2 separate regions of the Mus musculus genome follow, and region 2 is linked to region 1. A link is a contact called in public Hi-C data. All regions are on one chromosome and are shown on one strand. Each heading gives the region's core, a stretch centred on a gene start, on an enhancer-like site or on the middle of the called end of the contact. The rest is flanking DNA. Distances are from core to core; before and after follow the strand shown. Region 1 holds the start of Tk2 (thymidine kinase 2, mitochondrial). Region 2 holds the start of Psmd7 (proteasome (prosome, macropain) 26S subunit, non-ATPase, 7).

Region 1 (3,681 bases), core at 437-2,936:
CCATGGTCTGGGCCACTCATCAATAGCTATAGAATATATAGCCTGAACTTATGGCCTGGCCCTGTTAGTCTGTCCTTGCTCTCAGAACGTGCAAGCCTGTCTCTAGAGTACTTTTCGCCTCCCACTGCTGTTAGTTGTCCCACAGTTTATAAAGTGCTCCGGTGTAGCCAGGACAAACCATCTTGGAGCATTTCATGATGATAGACACAGGAAGAATATGTCACTTCCATTATGTGAATTAAGTCTCATGATTTCTTTTGGAGAACTGAATAACCACCCGTCCTAGTTTGCTTCTCTGTGATAAAACAAACACTGACCAAAAGCAATTTGGGGGAAGAAAGGGTTATTTGGCTTACAGGAGGGAAGACAAAGTAGGAACTCAAGGCTGGAACCGGAGGCAGAAGAAGCAGAAGCAGAAGAACTAAGAGTGTTTATCAGCTTCAGTAGTTCTCTGGTTTGCTCATTCATAAAGACCCGCAGCTCACCTGCCCAGGGACAGCATTGCCCATAGCAAGGAGGCAAAAAACAAAAACAAAACAAAACAACAACAACAACAAAACCCCTCCTTCATCAATTAGCAACAGGAATATGCTCCACAGACATGCGCACAGGCCAATCTGCCGCAGCCAGTTTCTCAATTGAGGCTCCCTTTCCCGAGGTGTTTCTAGTTTGTGTTGCCTTGGTAAGAATTAACTAGCCCACAACCCCAGTCCATTTAGATCTCTTTGGATCCTGCCCATCTAAGATCTGTTCATTTGGCTGAATCTGATCAACAGTTACCAACAATCTCACCCCAAGACGCTCACACACACACACACACACACACACACACACACACACACAACTGTCGACTTTGAATTTGAAGATTTTATTTGCCTTTACTAGGTGCCTAGCAAATAAACAGGAAGCCCTGTTAGGGTGATGGCTTTTTTGTTACAGATCTAAAAGAGTAAAACAAAACCCAGAAAATGTCTTTCTTCATTTTGCCCAAGACGACTGCCAGCATCTTGCCACCTGGAAGAAGTGGAAATCTTCTTTACACGCATTGTAACTGCCCATATACAGTCAAGGCGGCAACATCTGGGCTTATTGGTCTTGAATGGGTGAATTATAGTACCCAAGCTTATTTTTGCTTACAAGTTGGCCTTACATGCTTTTTTTCTTATCCCTTTTTTGTTCATTCAGGGGAGATATTCGTTATGCTTTCCCGAGGAACATTAAAATCCAAACGTTGAAAATGTCAAAGACTGTAACATTTGGGAACAATGGCTTTCACGGCCCTCTCACCTGTGTCCCTCACACTGTTTTTTGTGATGGTGGGGATTAAACCTAGGAGGGCCCTTTGAAGCCCAAGGACAAGCTTGGAAAATGTTCCCAAGTTTGACAAGGTCTACTTGCAGAGTATTTTCGAAGGAAAATACAGGACATCCTGAGTAGGCGGTGCGAGGTGTGGATGGAGCCGGCAACCAAGGAAGTAATCGGATATACTAAGCAGTCCCCGGCATTATTATGCCATCCATTCTCTAAATCTACTTGGGTCAGGGCCATTCTGCGGTCTGTAAGTGGGGAAATCCTCACTTTGAATCTCTTCGGTGTAGCCTAGAGGGAGAAATACTAGCGGATCCCTTAAGGGGCGGGGCCGGACAAGGGGTGGGGCGGGGCTCCAGGACGCACCGGAAGGAAGTAGGACTTGCACATCAGCCAGGGACTATGCTGCTGCGGTCGCTGCGTAGTTGGGCTGCCCGGTCCCTGCGTAGCGTGGGCCCGGGGAGCTCCGGGAGCCCCGGGAGCCTCGATTCGGGCGCCGGGCCGCTGTGGGCACCTCGCCGCGCCTGGCCTCCGGGTAACTAGTGCTTTTGTGCCACCTCGTAGGGGCCACACTGAACCCCGCCCCCTCACCTGCTAGTCCCCAGGAAGGGTCTGGGGACTGTGGGACCCTAATGAACTGTCAGGATCGGCACTTAGTGGGGCTCAAACGCGGCTTCTCGGCCCATTTTTTTAATTTTTATTTTTTATTGTCAGATTCTTTAGGCTTGGGAGGTGGCTAGTTGGGGCACGAGCTGTATTTAATCAGCTCTTAGTGGATGCAGGTGTCTGCGGACCTAGGGGGCGGGTTCAGGCTTGCGACTTTCTCCTCTTGCTGGCAGTGCGGATCTTTCTCTTCGGAAATGGAAGCCAGGTGACATAGCTTTCATTGGCCTCGGGCTGCTGCTGCCAGGTGGGTTGGCAGTGTTGCCAGTCTTGGCCTAGACAGCCTGGGTCCCAACCCTTGGAATCTCTCAGAGTGTAGGTTATCCCTGGGTGCGCTGTGAAGATCCTAAGCACACAATCCAGGTGAAACGGAAAGTAGAATGTACCGAGCAAAGGAAACTAAGCAAGCACACATGGGCCTGGGCCCAGTACAGCGACACATACGGACCCAACTGTAGAGAGTCCCAAGAATGGCAAACATTTTTTGTAAGCCAGGGAACACGCATACGCAATGACTGTGTGGTCATTTATCAGGTCAGCACAGAGCAGAGTGAATAATTGAAACATCGATTTCCTTTCCTTTTTTAGATAAAGATAGAGAAAATGATAAGGAGAAAAAAGCAGTGGTAAGTTTCTCTTTGCATGCTTTCTCCAGCGTAATTTCGGTTTGGTTTTGTTTTTTTTTTTTTTTTTTTTTTTGAGGCGGAGAACAAAAACAATGGTGCGCACAGTGAAAAACCAAACCCAAGACGATATCCAGGGTCACAAATCTCTCTTCCTTCTTGTGGCCCGGTTCCTCTCCTTAGATTCCATCACCGTTAGCCATTTCTTGTGTGTACGGGCGGGAGTGGGGCCTCGAGCTGCATTCAGGTAGTAAGCACTCATGTTCAGGTGTTTGTGAACTGCCAAAGATGCTGACCGAGCCATCTAAACGGCTTAAATTGCATCTATTTGCTTCACTGCCGATTGCCCCGCCCAGATGTGGGGGGAAGTGTTCTTCTCACTTCCTTCTGCTGTCTAGTGGAGACCAGAGAATCCACGAGGGACCTCAGGGTGGCCTCAGTCAGGAGGTGCTTGACAGGCAGGCTCTGGGGGTTGGGGCTGTGAGGTCAAAGGAAGTGCAAGTTAGACAGGTTTAAATGTTGCAGCAGTATTTTGGTTACCACCAGCCCAAGGGTTCAGTTTCTTCCTTTGAGATCATCTCACCCCAGGCTGGCCTCAAACTTGTGATCCTTCGGCTTCGACCCCTCCTGAACACTGGGATTTCAGTTGTGTGTCACTCCCAAGTGGTCAGGGCCCGTTTCTGTAAGGGAGCTGAAAGCCTTGAGCTCAGATGGCTGGGGAGAAGGCAGCTGGAGCACCTTAGTGCCTCTGGAGGGTGGAAGGTGTGCCCTCCTGTACCCCTTGGTGGGGCAGTGGAGGTAGTCAGGAGGAAGGCGTGTCCCTGGGAAGCAGGAGTGACATCACAGGAAGAGGAGGCTTGGTTTTCAAGGCTGGAGAAATGGCTCAGCAGTTAAGAGCTCTTGTTGATGTTACAGAAGATTCAGGTTTTTGTTCCTAGCACTCACGTGACAGCCCACAAACTGTTTACTTCCAATTCCAAAGGATCTGACCCCGCCTCTGCTGCTCTTCATGGACACCAGGCATACACTGGAGCACAGACGTACAAGCAGGCAAACCATTTATCCATATAAAATACATCTAAAAAGT
Region 2 (3,681 bases), core at 648-3,147, 3.3 Mb before region 1:
TCCTTAACCCTTAAGTTTAAATGTATAAAACTGGTACGGATGGCTTTCTTCTAGCTCTGGTTATATAATTAGTAACATATAGACAGGGAGAAACTGATGAACTGGCCTGACTCCATTTAGGCTTAAAAACCATCTTATAATAAAGACAAACTAGGCTCATTTCTGTTTATGATTTGTAACCTTAATTACAAGTGGCTCTGCACTTCCTGTTCCAGAAAACTGTGCCTTTGTTTCCAACCATCTTGCAACCCTAACTTTGTTTCAAAAGGTTGTATGACTGCCTTGGTTCTCACTACCTTGTTAGGTCGTTGTTATGACTGCCTTGTTAAGACCACCTTGCAATCATGTCTATGTTTCAGAGGGTCTTTGCGACTGATGTCTTATGTTCATGTTCTGCTCCTGTAACCCTGCCTATTTTGAGCACCAAATCCCCTATTTGAAAATTCCCTACCTCTGAGCTATAAAAACCTTGTCTTTCTCATGCCCAATGCTGATTTCTTGAACCATCCCCTGCACCAGCACCACCACACACACACACACACACACACACACACACACACACACACACACACCCGTTTTTAGGAAGAGACAGCCCATGTACACAAATAAAAAAATGCTTGTTTTAAAGCTATGATATGCTTACAGACGGGAGACTGGCATGGCTGTCCTCTAAGAGGCCCTACCAGCAGTTGACTTAGACAGACAGATACTTACACCCAAGCATTGAATTGAAATTGGGGACCCCTATAAAAACTAAATTAAATTGAATAAATAAAAATGCTTGCTTTAATTAATTAATTTTAATTAATTTAGCCATGGTGTTTTGGGTTGGTGGCCTTTCTCCCCAAATCTTTGGGATTAACAAAACCTGAATGTTGTTGCACTCATTATGTCACAGTGAGCATTAAGGAAAATTCCCAGAAATAAAAACTATAGATAAAGTATCCAGTCATACACCCAAAGTGTGCCCTTGGTGTTAGAGACCGAGAGCATCTCTAAACCACGTGTGGTCGCATATGCTGTCACCCTTGTACTTAGGAGGAGGTAGAGACAGGGGACCACCCTGGACTATACAACAATTTCCATGCTAGTCAATGTCATAGAAGGCCCAACTTCAAAAGCAATGAAATAAAACATTAAAAATAAATAAATAAAAACCAGGTGTGATGGCATATGACTTTAACTCCAGCACTCAGGGAACAGAGGCAGGTAGAGGCCAGTCAGGTCTACAACGTGAGTTCCAGGACAGCCAGGGCTGTTACATAAAGAAACACCGTCTCAAAAAAAAAAAAAAAAAAAAAAAAAGAAGCAAAACAAAACAAAAACCAAAACCCAAAAACAAACAAACAAACAAATGAAACTCCTCTGGGAAATTTTGAAACAGTGCTGACTTAAAGTGTTAAGTGAAAGTTAAGGGCTGGTGAGATGGCTCAGTGGGTAGGAGCACCTGACTGCTCTTCCGAAGGTCCAGAGTTCGGATCCCAGCAACCACATGGTGGCTCACAACCATCCGTAGCGAGATCTGACTCCCTCTTCTGGTGTGTCTGAAGACAGCTACAGTGTACTTACATATAATAGATAAGTAAATCTTTGAAAAAAAAAAAAGAAAGTTAAATATATGTCGTTAATTATTTGATTAGTAGAAGTACACGCTGTTACTACTTATGTTTATCTGCCTTTTTCTACAACCTTCCAAGGAGGAGAAATGGTGAGCTGGCAAACAACTGAGGAAAAACAAAAACGAAAACAAAAACAAAAACAAAAACCTAGGGAAAGGCTCAATGCCAAGCTTCGTCAATAGCCTAAGTCCCACAGAAGGCAAGGCGGTTCTTTCCCTTTCTCAAGATGGCGCCCCTGGCGACAGGGCGGGCACGAGCGCAAAGCGCTCTGGGAGCGGAAGTCGACTGTGCAGCGGCGGTCAAACCGGAAGGGGAGGTGCTGGGGCCTGGAGGAGCGGCCTGTGTCGCTGCGGTTGCTGGTGTTTGCGGGTTGCAGGGAGCCGGGCCGGTGGTCGGGCTGTGTCGCGATGCCGGAGCTGGCGGTGCAGAAGGTGGTGGTTCACCCCCTGGTGCTGCTCAGTGTGGTGGATCATTTCAACCGGTGAGCGGGTGGCGCGTGGCGGCCACACGGCGCAGGGCTGCTGAGTCACGGGCGCGCCGGGCACAAACGCGGCGGCCGGGGACACGGGTTGGGACAAGCGACCCCAGCGGCTCCACACCGCGGTGCTCGGTACCCATTGACAGCCTCGCACCCCCACCGAGGCCGCCACTCCTGAGTCTGGCCCGCCTGGCGAGGCCCCGGAGCCGGAACGATGCTACCCGCCGAGGCCGCGCCTTTTCCCAGAACGGCTGGGCGCCGTTTAAGACCGAGCTTCAGTCTCGTGTGCCCGTGCCTGTAAAAGCTGTCACTGAAACCCCGGTCTCGGAGTCCCCGATGAACGATTTTCTGGATGAGGCAGGGATCATAGCCAAGTTTCGATTTGGGATTCTGGTCGAATGGTACCTTTAAAATGGGAATGAATAAGGTGTCGGCTTGTTCCTCTAAAAACGAGGCAGGTGCAGATTGGGGCCAGCCTACAGTTCCCTTGGGTAGCTCACTGCCACCCTTGCCTGCTCCAGCCGTTCATCCGGCCAGACCTGTTGCACGTGTTCGGAAGTTTTACAAGATAATTAGTGTGAGGAGTTAACAAATATGAAGGTCCAGTAGGGAGTCTACTTGCAGTCAAGTCGGCGCTAGTGCCTGGTCTGAAGCAGGCTTTGTGCAGCTAACTCAACCAGAGCCAAAAAAAAAAAAAAAAAAAAAAAACCTCAAGACGGAGCCTTTTGAGTCTGAATTCAGTTGTATTGTTCGGAATGCCTGGGATACTAGGGGCCCTGATGGGGTGAACACTGTTTAAGCTTTATTTTAACAATTGGTAAGAATGGGGGGGGGGGGTGCAGACACTGTTGGTAGTTGTATCAAGGAACAGATGGAGGGGCTTTAAAGACTCGTGGATGAAGTTTCCTTTGGCATGTGGAAACTCGTTGTTTGAAGTAGTTTTAGTGGGTTAGAGAGGTGTAATGTTACTTTCACTGTGGCTTGTGTGTTTCCTTAGCATAGAATTAAGTTGTTTCCAAATATGCAGTTTGTTAGTGGCTAAAGAAAACAATTCTTGCTGGGCGTGATGGCGCATGCCTTTAATCCCAGCACCCCGGAGGCAGAGGCAGGCGGATTTCTGAGTTCGAGGCCAGCCTGGTCTACAAAGTGAGTTCCAGGACAGCCAAGACTACACAGAGAAACCCTGTCTCGGAAAAAAAAAAAAACAAAAACAAAACAAACAAACAAAAAAAAACAAAACTGGTACTTCTCTTAGATCTTCATCCCTGGAGAGATTTCAGTGTAGCGAGGAGGGGAAAGAGTTTAAAGGATAAAGCTGAGAAAAAGAAAAACAAGCATGACTTTTTCTCCAAGGGAGTATCTGGAATCTTTAGAAAGTATCCTTCCAATGCGGGTTGGGGTGTTTCCTTATCTTTCCTACGGGAACTAACCTGTTACATTTGTTTATGGACCTTAGGTCCGACATAAACTAAATTGTATCTTTGTTGTTGATACTTGCTACTCAGTCGCAAGTAATAGCTTTTTCGATGAGTGTCTGTGACTGACCACCTGTTTTTCTCACTCAGAATTGGCAAGGTTGGAAAC

Evidence for each region. A called contact is a pair of places that touch in the nucleus more often than the background predicts.
Region 2: a contact with region 1 is called in a Hi-C map of B cells, with 6 read pairs. The contact joins the promoter of Psmd7 here to the promoter of Tk2 in region 1. A contact is called at or near these places in 2 of 39 promoter capture datasets (liver and pre-B cells) and 3 of 484 Hi-C or Micro-C datasets (B cells, CD4 T cells and the G1E-ER4 cell line).

The regions. Positions count from the first base shown.
Region 1 is chr8:104,246,563-104,250,243 of GRCm38.p6, reverse strand. It overlaps Tk2 (thymidine kinase 2, mitochondrial), which reads left to right and starts at 1,686. Exons shown (of 10, transcript NM_021028.3): 1 at 1,686-1,843; 2 at 2,560-2,597. The coding sequence starts at 1,711.
Region 2 is chr8:107,586,698-107,590,378 of GRCm38.p6, reverse strand. It overlaps Psmd7 (proteasome (prosome, macropain) 26S subunit, non-ATPase, 7), which reads left to right and starts at 1,897. Exons shown (of 7, transcript NM_010817.2): 1 at 1,897-2,100; 2 at 3,663-3,681. The coding sequence starts at 2,027.